2 separate regions of the Columba livia genome follow, and region 2 is linked to region 1. Evidence: chromatin contacts called from public Hi-C data. All regions are on one chromosome and are shown on one strand. Each heading gives the region's core, a stretch centred on a gene start, on an enhancer-like site or on the middle of the called end of the contact. The rest is flanking DNA. Distances are from core to core; before and after follow the strand shown.

Region 1 (6,009 bases), core at 882-3,381:
GTCATCCTAGCTGAGTGACTAAAAAAAGAGCCACATTAAGCTAAAAGCAGGAAGACAAACATTCTTCTGATATTCGGTTAGCATTTTTTTCCTTTCTATAGAATGCCCTTTTGTAACTTGTTGTTTTACGCGCAGTGCTGTGACGTAAATCAGCCCCTGCATCCTCCCGGCCGTGCTGTTCCCACACTAAGGGAGGCTTCGGGCTCCAGCCCAGGACGCTGGTTTCTCTTCCAGAGCTTTCCCGGGCGCTGGCAGGGATGAGGCAGCAGCTGGAGCAGCGGGGGCCATGGGGGTGTCCTGTGGCAGCGTCCCGCGGGTCACGCCATCACCCTTGTCACCACCTCCGCCTGCGCATTTTAAGGCTCCACACACAGTTTTTCAGCATTCAGCCTCAGGAAACCTTTCCCTGAGATGCCTCAGGCTGAGCCCCCATGAAACACTTGCTCCAAACTTTCAGTCCCCAGAGTCGCCCTCCCAGATGCGGCTCATGCGGCGGGAGCCGCACGCCCCCTTACCAAACTCCTGCTTGTACAAAGCACCCGTGTGTCTTCTCTAGCTGGGAAGATTCACATTTAGACAGGGTACACATCTTTCACTTCAGCATGAGCTTTTCGCGTTCCATGAGGTAAAATTCAAGAGCTGATGGATGTAAGGGAACTCCCCAGTTTAAATCTCTAAAAATATGGTTCAGATCCTTTTAAAAGGGTATTATTCAGAAAAGCATGTTTGGAAAATTAAAAAAAGAAAGCCCTGCCCTGGGAAACCAGCTCCGCTCCAGTTTTTCCTTTCAAGATGTACAACCCACATATTGTCCCACTGTTCTTGTTTATGAGAAATAAGGTCAGATGATTTATTTTCTTTAAGATGTGTGAAGCACACAATGTAAAGCAACAGAACAGTCAAAGAAATTAGATTTTAGAAATATTTTCAGTTTTAATAGTCTAGGGCAGTTTTGGTAATCTGGAGAGCTGGTTTGAGAATAGGCTTTTTCATTTGGTCTGTGCAGTTTTACAGGAACACTGCATAATGTTCTAGCTGTCATCCTACTGGAAAACACTTCTTTTATTACCCATATGCAGGTAATTTTATACGTGGGCACAAGAAACCCAACTATTGCATGAGTCACACACTAACAAGGAGCATAAACCATCATGTACTTTAGAGGGCAAGCACTGCCAGAGTTGTGCACAAGCGGGAGATGCACTGTGATGGTCCCAGGGAGCAAAGGCAATCCACCATTTCTCCTTCCAGTTTTTTTTTCCATGGTCATCATCTTGTTAAAAATTATTTGGATTTTGCCCAGGTTTTGGTTCTTCCTGTGCCTTTTAATCACTAGTTGAAAAAAGCCTTTAGTATTTGATCTTCTCTCCATGAAACTATTAATATGATATTATATCGTCTTCTGGAGACATTCTTAATCACAAATTTCTCTTGAAGAAGAGATCTTTTATCACATTACAGAGAAAAGATGTCAGTGCTTCTTTCCCACTCAAAGCTGATTTATCTTCCTCTGGGCTATTTTGTTTTCTAGATCATTTTCTCATGATAGTGAACAGAAACGTTTCCTTGTTGTTTATTTGGCTGTGGAGACACAAGGCTCAGATTAAGAGCAGAGGCACAGGAATTTCAGACATTACCATGACTCAGCTGAATCATGAAGACTGCTTGTGCACATGATTTAGGCCCATGTCAAAGGCAAATCAACATTACATTACAAGAACATTCACTGTCCTTTAGGTAGGAGGATGTCTGCTATCAGTTTCTGCATCAGTCAACCAAAAAGTAACCCAAAGCCCAGGCTGTATTAATATCTAATCACAGCACAACTACCACATTCTGAGAAACACGCGTTGTGTGCTGTAAAACCCTGAAGGGACGCTGCCCAGGCTGCGGGGAGCACTGCCCATGCGGATGCTGGTGCTGGACATGTCTGCTTCAGAGGACCATGGCTCGTTGTGTACCGCATGTCACCAACTCTCAAGAAACATTAAAGTCATATTCAGTTACACGTACTACTCACATTGGAAATATTCCACAGATACAATTGATAACTCTATTTTTGGCAGAATGAGAGCCCAAAGTTATATTCCTTCTCACTTCCCCCTCTACCACCTACAATTTCTTACAGACCCAGGGGACCCTCACACACCGAGCATCTCCTAAGTCCAGGACTAAGCTGCTAGCACAGACAACCACTTGCTGGCAGAGCTCCCTGATCCTACCTTGCTGCTTTCATGCACATCTACAGTCATTCTGGCATTTGCACTGAAGAAGAGGATGGTGAGAATATCCCTTCCCCTTCCTCCTCCTCTCCCAAGGGACAGACCAGCTCTCTCAGCCAGGAGAGGAGGGAGGAACAGCCCTCGGGCGCGGGGCCGAGCCACGCAGCAGCTCCGTCACCCCAGGGCTGGTGCCAGCTCTGTGCTGTGCTGATGCTCTGGACCACGCACAGGACTGGGACTGATTGTCAGAATCTGGTCCCTCTGCTTCCTCAGATGGAGAAACATAGCAAAAAAATGTAAATTCACAAAGAAGTGTTTCCACTGCCTATGTTTACTTTTCCACAACCTTTTCATGTTTCTCATTTCTCCCTGCTGATTTAATAACGTGACTCTGCCCACATTTGCTGAACACTTTCATCTGCTGTGTTAAGGTGTGTGTGCTCCAGCTCCCAACAGCGCTGTGACCGAGATACCTCGCTGACCCACGTCCTCTCTTCTGCTCGGGAGAGCTTCCTCCTCTTGAGGCTGGAGTCTGGAGTTTCTGTCCTTCCCAGGTGTTACACCCCCCTGCCTCCTCACAGGCCGTGGCTGTGCTCCACTGTGCTGGCTCCTGCCCTTGTGCCACTGACAACTGCAGAGCAAAACCAGATGCCTGCCACTTCCCTCCTACACCCTTCAATGCCTCCCCAGCTCCTGGATTAACTCCAGTCTCTGACAGACAAAGAGACAGAGAAGTCTGTGACAACTCTGCAAGATAAAACGACGTGAGAGGTTTGCAGAGGACTCTGTAAAACACTCTGGGAAAGGCTACAGGGCCAAGCATTCAGACAGAAGAGCCAGAGGGGAATGACAAAGCAGAAAGCTTGAAAAGCATCAAGACAGAAGTAAAAATTGTAGCAGACTGCTACAGTTTGGGTGGGAGATGGAGCGCACATAGCATTGTTGTCACAGAGCAGAACCATGCTGTGCTAGATACAATACACACCTCAGCTCTGAAAAAATAAAGCTTCCTCTGAGTGCACAAGAATAAATAATAGTAGCACTTTTATTCAGGTGGATAAGACAAAGTAATAGCATCAGGGACAAGAAGTAAATGAAAATGTATCAGTATTGCAAGTGGCATCCTCCATACTCCAGCTGTCTCTCTGTAATCAGCTCCTGCAGCATCCCTGCGGGAGCTCTGTTTAAAGCAAGCCCTCGGGCATCCCGGGCCTGTCGGAAGAGCCAGACGACAACAGGGAGATGTCACTGCTGTCTCCCTGCCCCACAGCGTGGGTGCTCAGCTCCAGCACCCCCTGACCCCCTGGGAGTGAGGCTCTGTGCCCCCACAGCCCCCCAGATCAACAGCTTGTGCTGTAGGACATACGTTTCATTAACCCAGATACCACCAACTGCTCTCCAAAAACGGCAGGGAGGAATGAAACGAGAATTCAATAAAATCTTTGATACAATGCTGCAGGACACCTCCAGTTTTCTAGCCAGTGTGAAAGTGTCAGACACAACAGCGTTTCTTCCTATACCAAATTATTTCTGATTGTTCCTCTCTTACCACTCCAGGACATTGAAAAGGGAAAATATCTTCAGTTCCTCTCTTTTGATTCAAACCAAATAAATTACATGTTTTTTCAGCTTTTTGTCAAGCACACCTACCCCGTGAATATAATAAGATCATGTGAGTTGATGTTGCTAGAGGAGAAGTGAGCATGGTGAGTGAGCCGTCTGACTGCACGGCTGCAGCCCCGAGTTTGGGAATGAGTGAGGACACGCGCTTGGGGACAACGGGCACACTCAGAGGCTCCACATTGGGTGCAGAGAGGGCTGGGGAAGGGCCGTGGCAGGAGATGGCTGCAGGAAGTGTGTGGGACAACCTTCTCACCAGGAACAAGAAGCAGCAATATATACCTTTGTGCTTGTGAACCAATACTGAAGTGAAGCTAAGTGGAGATCTTTTGAGAATCGAAGCTGTCACGGGTAATGTCACTGCTGATCGGGGATTACAGGACACTGTGTGTTCATGCATAAGGTGTGTAACTACTGATGGGTCTGGGAGAGCTGCCTGTTTGTAGGGTTGCTTGCATTTGTAAGGCACAATTTTTACATGATCAGGATTCAAAATTTAACTTCTTTTCACTTAAGTTTTTAAGCTTGTGTGTCTGCCTCTGGATAACGATTTTGTTTTCCAATTTCAGGGAAAATTATACAAAATCATAAAGTAATTCAGGTGGGAAGAGACCTCAGGAGGTCAGCTGATCCAACTCTGCTTGGCATCAGATCAGTTTATTTCCAAAGCCAGTTAAAAAACATGTTATTTTGTTATGTGAAACATCTTTGCTGCCCCTTTTTGTGAAAGAGTGGCGTGTTTTGGTAGTAAGGATGTGAAGGCTGGCAGGAGGCAGTGACCTGTGTGCCAAGGACTCCTACCAGTGATGTCTAAACTCACTCTGATTCAGCTATGTTAGAAGGCATCTTTAAATAATATACTTGTGCATACTAAAAAGAGACTTATTTAGCTGCTAATTTCTTCAGAATAAATTTTTCACACTAAGCAGCACCTTCTTTTCCATTGTAGCCCTGGGATACCCAGAGAAATGGGAGGCTCATCTGGGAGAGGAAGATCATCTTCGTCCTGCAGGATGAAGGAAAGGAAGAAGGAAAGGAAGGAAGGGGAGGAGGCTGAATTAAATGCAAAGAGGTAAGAATAAGACCTGTGAGGCAGAACTGGGAGGGGAGGAAGATAAAAAGATCCTGGTGAACAGGTGAAAAGAGAACACGGACTGAGGGCAAAGAGGCTGGGGTGCAAAACTAAGGGATGAAACAGTGACGGGCTGGGCTGAATGACACGAGGACCAGGGAAAACAATTTAATATGAACATGGATAAAGCTCTGTCATGCATATGTGGCCGAATTATCAGGTCCAAGGACTGCGAGACAGGCTGATGCCAATGACCCATTCTCATTTGGTGCCAGAGATGCTGAGAGGAGCTGCAGCTGCGGGACAGGAGGTCAGGCACCGGCAACGCTGAAGGTGTGTGACAGAGGCTCAAAGCTCACTCATTGTACAGCTGTAAATCCAATATAACGGGTGTTCGTACACTTCGGCCACTTGTGCGCTGCTCCCCCCCAGCCCCACTATGCACAGCCTGCTATAATCAGACAGACACAAACCCACCGTTTCTGTCAGGAAGAGTTTTCAAACTGAAAAGACAAGTTTCCTCCACAATGGCTACATTTACCTGTATGCGAGAGATTGTGATAAAAAAATACCACCAGAATTTGTGCTCAGGTTGTTGCTGTTTGATGTCAATGCAAATTAATTTTAATAGAGTCATTTATCTGGACAATGACAGAAAACGTATTTCTAATGATTACAGAGCAGCAGGAGTTATAGTCAGTTCATGCCTGGCTTCACCAATTAAAAACAAAGCACGAGGGGACCAGCAAAATGTTGGTTTAGGCTTTGATTCGGCACAAGTTTTGGCCTTAATTAACTTTCATTGTGCTGAAATACTTTGCTGAAATGAAGCCTCAAAGACCTTCTCTTTTTCCACTTCTATTTTAATCAGATGAGCCCGCAAGTACACACACAAGACATGATCACCCCTTTTGAAGCACGAGTGCCCTGACTGCTGTGGAAAAGAGTGCTGTCTGAATGGCTGCAAACTCAGCTCCTTGTCAGCAAGGCATGTTCCAGCTTCTGAAATTTGAATAATTTTTTGCTTTTCTAGAAGCCCTTCAGGGTTAAAGCAAATTACAGAGAATCCTTCAAGCCTGTATAAGGAGGCTTGGA
Region 2 (6,009 bases), core at 2,484-4,983, 170 kb after region 1:
TTTAAACTGGCAACATTTATTTAACCAGCAATTAAAAAAAAGAGGCCCAGCCACCCCAGTGATTCTTCCCAGAGGGTCTTGGATGTTTATGAAACACAATGAAAACAATAAAGTGGATAAAATCATGCTATTCTATCAAGTCCTTGGCAAGACTTCCCAACCAAGAATAAATTGGCATGGTGCATTACAGTCAACAGATTACACAATGGCTTACAGGGTCACCAGTAATAAGAGGTCACATGCTCCTTAAAGAGCTACAGTATATGTTAAAAGTCACTTGCTTAAAGTGAAAGGCAACATTTGGTCCTGAGCTCCTTTGAGCAAATTCTGGCAGCCACAGCACAAATGCTGTAGGGGTAGGTGAGGTCAGAAGACATCTCTCCTCCCCAGCACTTGGGAATGGCAGTGACTAGAGCAAACAATCTGCCTAGGGGGGTTCAGCACCCTGAAGGCAGCAGGAGAATGCCAGACCAGGCAGAACTCTTCTTTCTGCATACAAGAGGAGAACACATGCTGTGCACTTTTAGGAGCAGGATGGTCTCTGTGCCCAGTGAGGCCCAGCACCACCACTCTACCACCCTTCCCAAGGAGCCCTACTTCCCACTCCTCCACACTAGCAGAGGAAATTGATTCCAGTTCCCTGTCAGCCTAGTCACTCTTAACAATATGTAGACTGCAGCTAGCTTTAAAAGGTGCTCAACTACATTCTTAGGTAACTTGATAAAGTAATCCTAATTGCTTAAAGGTGTTGCAGTTTTCCTTTAAATAACTCATTGCAAAATAAGAAGGAAATTAATGGTCAAAGCCATAAATCTTAGTCTCACCCCTCAACCTGGTAACATTTCCACTATGCCACCTGCACAACCCAATCATCAAAATCAAAGCTGAATTTTGATACTCCTAAAACATACATGCTTTTCTAAAATCTCACCTTAAATGCAAGATAATCTTACCTTTCTTCTGTTAACTTACCCTTCCAGTATATGGAATATTTTAATCTGCTGACTAGAAATTAATCATACATAAACACAACATTATTAAGTCTTAAAGGCAAAACAACCTCACTTCAATTCATCCTACTCCGCATCACCAGAAATCACACTACAACTAATAGTTTCATCTTTCATCTTCCACAAGTTTTGAACACTCCAGATGATTTTTACTGGATTATCCAATATCTGGCTGAAGTTAAAGACTGATTGCTCAAAATAAAAATATAAGAAAATCTATTCCCCAAAGTCAGTGCAACAGTAAAACAAGGGTGTGGAAAACACTGCTACTGACATACTCTATGCAATAATACTATGCATCCGGCTTCATTTACCTTGACTCAAAGTACATTTGAATTATAAAACTGAAGTAAACATAAGAAGGCTCTCTCATATTTAGCTGCTACTCTTTCATTGCGGTGACCCGCTGCTCCTTAGTAAAGTAAATGTTTGGTACCAAGCCAAGAGCAGTACATCTGATTTTCCCACCAAGTGAACTGCTGAAGCAGCTCCCTTAGCTCTTCAGCTAAATCTGTCTTGGGATCCCAAAGTCTTCCGCTGGAGTCCAGGTGGCTCCCCTACTCTCGTCAACACCCCTGCAAACATTACAGCCGGCTGTACAGACGATACAAGGGGGCACTGGAAGGGAAAAAAAAGTGCCACAGCTCCCCATCTCTCTGCAGATCAGAGCCCCACGCTCAGCGGGTTGGCTCCCCGGCCCGGTTGCCGTTGGCCCGGTCCCTCTCCTGTGCTCTGTCCCTCCGGGGTGCCTCTGCCCTCGACGCCCACGCAAGAAGAAACGTCCCGCGAGGCCCGGCGGCGGCACAGGTCACACCAGCGCGGGAGCACCGACTCTCCGCTCCGCCCGTGCGCAAGGACTCAGCGCCCATCTACGCTCCCCGCGGGTCGGCGGCTCCGCGTCCCCGGGAACCGCAGGGCCCGGGGAGCTCCCGCCGCCCAGCATCCCCGGCCCGCCCCGCTCCCGGGAGGCGGGCGGCTCTCAGGACACAGGGACGGCGAACCGTAGCACGATCAATCGTTTCTCCCTCAGCCCCGCTCCCCTGCCCGAGTCCCCAGAGAGGACCACCGCCCGGCAGCGCAGCTCCTCGGCCCTTACCGAGGCGCGCAGGGATGCGCTCCTTCCGCCGGACGCCTGCAGCCCCCGTCCCGCAACCCGGCGGTTGTAGCTTTTTTGGAGAAGCTAGGAAGAGGGAGAGAAAGAAAGGGGGGAGGGAAGGGGGAGGGAAGGCACTCAGATCGAGGGAGAGAGAAGTATGCAAAGGCAGGAAGTGGAGACGGCCACGGCCAGTGCGGGAGATTAATGGGAACCAGTCACCCGGCAGCCAACAAAGAAACCTGCTCCCCTAGCGCAGCCCGGTGCGGGCTGCAGCCCCACCGCGGCCGGGCAGCCCCGGGCGGCCGAGACACCGCTCCCGCCGGCAGCGCTCGGCCCCGACCCCGCGGAGAGTGGGCGCCGCCCGACTCCGGCCCCAAGTCCGGGTCTTTGCCAGACAGGAGGAAGGGGAGCAGCCCGGCAGTGCCAGGCAGGACGGGCCTGTCCGCGGGGAAGATGCGATGGGCAGGGGGAGGAGGAGAGAACCGAGACCCGCGCCCGACAATCTTCTTCCTCCCTCTACCCCGAAGGAGCGGTACCGCTTATTTTTTATTTAAAAACCCACTAGTGCTGGGCTACTCTCCGCGCGGAGCCGCTTGCGGGGCAGAAAGGAAGGAAGGAGGAACGCAGCGCCGCGCTTCCTGCGCCCCGGCGCCGGAGCAGATGGTCTCCATCAGGGAGCGGGGAACGGGCGAGACCCCGGGGCGGCGGGACCGGGGCGCTCGAGCTTGCGGCGCTGGCCCCAGTTTTCCACGCTCCCCGAGGTAGCTTCGGAGTAACAGTACCTGTAGAGAAAGAGAGGGGGAGAGGGAGGCGGCGGCACGCCTCTGAACTTCATTCAAAGTTCGAATGCAGCCTGCTGGGACCGGCTTTGTAACGCTCGGCGCACCGGGAGCGGAGCCGCGGGTCTCGCTCGTACCGGAGGCAGCGCCCTGCCGCGGCCCCTCCGCAGCCAGACACAGTAACGCTTGTACCGGAGGGCGAGGAAGGGCTCCGCATGGCACAAGCGATAAATCACACGTGCTCCACACGGGCCACAAGCAGCGTCATGGGTGCCAGCTCCTTGGGACTCCTGCCATGTCCTTCTGCCGGGTCAACTGATGACAAACCCGCACAAAACGTTTGATGTAAAAACCATACAAAAGAGGCAGGATATACTAGGTGTTGGCAGAACCATGAGTATCGGAAAATACAAAGACTACACCTAAATCTTGAAGTATTATGTAGGAATTTATAAAACAAGTCACTTCACAATATATTAACCAAACGATAATAGGAGCATAAGAAAAATAAAGATAAGAGTGACACTGGAAATACGAATTCCAGCACATGCTTACTTACCTTCCACTGACTGAAATAGAACCGAAATGGTGCTCAACACTAGGTAAATGCTAGCGAGCTTTCCTACCTAAGGACATTTATCTGAACCAAGAGCTGAGTATTCAGGATGAAATGCTTTTGGCTTTTGCCACCTCATCAATAAAATAAGATATATTGTCTTGAGATATCCTGATCTGTTATCCCATACAACAATGAAATCTGGTATAAATGTCCAGCATTTCACAAACCTCCATTATATTTCAAAAGAGTGAATGCACAGGAAGTAAGGGTAACTTTCATCTGCATTCTGATGTGTGTGTGTGTGTTTCAAAGCAAAAGCTATTTCAGCCGTCTGCCTTCTTGGGACAGATGTATTTACTCAGCTGCAAAAGGAGTACTGTGTCACTGAACATCAAAAAATGGTGAGGTTTAAATTTCAACACACAAAGAATAATTTACCTCCTGAACAACAAGCTACTGCTACAAGTACCTGGCAGAAATATTAAAAGAATACCATTTTCTTTCCCCGTTAGGAAAACAACACAGGCAGGCTTTTTTGAGTATATTTCACAAATGCAGCAAGATAACAAGCCCATCTGCCTCTCCAGGAGACCAATGATAACAAAGAATGATGCTCAAAGATATTCGACTTCCAAGTAAGCAGGAAGCAGTCTGTCCTGGCAGCTTCTCCAGCACATCAAACAAACATCTCAAACATGCTAACATTGGTTTTATCAAATATTATTTTTCTCCCCCATTTATGTTGCATTCAGTCCCCCAGACTTCAAACAACTTGTCAGCTGCCTACATCTTCCTTTGACTACAGGGCACCCAACCTAATGTTGTATTTAAACACTGAATTTGGGCCTTCAATGTGTTTTAATGAACAAGCAGCCTATGAAGAGCTTGTTTATTATAGGGGCTAGCTGCTGCCCTGGTTAAGCAACTGGAAGATGATAATAAAATGTAAACTGGGAGAGGATTACTCTTCTTGCTTACCAAACAGATTACAGCCAGCAAAGCTCCACAAACAGGAACAAAGGACTTGAAAAAACAGGGACTACTTGTTGACCTTGGCCATACTGCACTTAAAGTTTCTGTGCTTATTTTACACTTTCTACCATCACCTCAGCACAAGCAATGTTGGCAAAGCCACAGAGTGGCTCTAACTTACACATAGCCACAGCCGCTTTCCCAGCCTGTTTCAACTGCAGCCTCACACATGGCAGGGCTGACGAGGCCTCACAGGTATGTGCTGCCCTGCCAGACAGTCCTTCTGGGCCAGTAGCAGGTTCCAGGGAGTGAATTTGCCTGTTTGGTAAACCTTGCTTGCAAGAGGCCAAAACGCATTGTACTTTCTTTCTACTAACCAAAGCGAAAGGGCTTCTTTCTTTGCGAGAGTGGATGCAGCGGTAGTTTGCAGGCGGCCTGAACTGGCGGCTCACCTGGTGCTCTGCCCTTGTACTAATACTACTTCACCCAGCCACTCATCCCTGTATACTGTAATTATTATTTTGAACCTCCTAAGTTAAAAATAAACAAATCAGTAAAAGAGAGTACCACTTTCCAGTGTGAAATCAAAGAATCACAGAATGTCAGGGATTGGAAGGGACCTCAAGAGATCATCCAGTCCAATCCCCCTGCTGGAGCAGGAACACCCAGATGAGGTTACACGGGAAGGTGTCCAGGTGGGTTTTGGATGTCTGCAGAGAAGGAGACTCCACAACCCCCCTGGGCAGCCTGTTCCAGTGTCTGTCACCCTCACTGAGAAGTTTCTTCTCAAATTTAAGTGGAACCTCCTGTATTCCAGTGTATACCCATTGCCCCATGTCCTACCATTGGTTGTCACCGAGAAGAGCCTGGCTCCATCCTCATGACACTCACCCTTTACATATCTGTAAACATTAATGATGTTACCCCTCAGTCTCCTCTTCTCCAAGCTAAAGAGCCCCAGCTCCCTCAGACTTTCCTCATAAGGGAGATGCTCCACACCCTTAATCATCTTTGTTGCCCTGCGCTGGACTCTCTCCAGCAGTTCCCCGTCCTTCTGGAACTGAGGGGCTCAGAACCGGACACAATATTCCAGGTGTGGTCTCACCAGGGCAGAGTAGAGGGGAAGGAGGACCTCTCTAGACCTACTAACCACCCCCTTTCTAATACACACACAGAGGTGGGGTGCAGCTGCCCGGGCACAGCAGCACCGCCCAGCCGGGGCTCGGTGCTCTCCAGCCTCCCTCGGCTCCCCCGCGTCGTGGCCCGGCGGGACAGCCGCGGAGCCGCCGCCATCAGAAGAGGCGCCGCTGCGGAGAACTCACGGGGAGCCTGTTCGGGACGGCGGCTTTACCTCAGGGCATGGCGCGCCCCTGGAAGCGATGGCGTGGGGGGAAACCCCAAACCCCCGCGGGCTTTTTCCCGGTGACACTGCGCGGGGCGAGGGCGCCCCCTAACGGCTTTGTGGGGGGCGGGGGGGGGGGGGGAAGGGGGGCGCCGGCGCGTGCGCACTGTGACGGCGCGCGGCGGGATGGAGCGGGTGCGCGCGGGGCGGACGGCGGGACTGGCGCGCGCCGTGCTGGAGCGGGCGCGGCG

The links. Hi-C and Micro-C count contacts between places; a contact is called where the count stands out from the background.
Region 2: a contact with region 1 is called in a Hi-C map of liver, with 6 times the contacts expected there. The contact joins the promoter of DENND2B here to the enhancer-like site in region 1. A contact is called at or near these places in 2 of 2 Hi-C or Micro-C datasets (crop and liver).

The regions. Positions count from the first base shown.
Region 1 is chr5:57,058,165-57,064,173 of bColLiv1.pat.W.v2, forward strand. All of the region lies in intron 15 of DENND2B (DENN domain containing 2B), which reads right to left. Among named protein-coding and RNA genes, the nearest start is that of RPL27A, 13 kb to the left of the region's middle. Within about 2 kb of position 2,132, at least 1 of the 3 cell types and tissues checked has an H3K27ac peak away from gene starts, as active enhancers do.
Region 2 is chr5:57,222,875-57,228,883 of bColLiv1.pat.W.v2, forward strand. It overlaps DENND2B (DENN domain containing 2B), which reads right to left and starts at 3,734. Exons shown (of 21, transcript XM_065065306.1): 1 at 3,445-3,734. It overlaps AKIP1 (A-kinase interacting protein 1), which reads left to right and starts at 5,611. Exons shown (of 5, transcript XM_065065313.1): 1 at 5,611-5,838. The coding sequence starts at 5,776.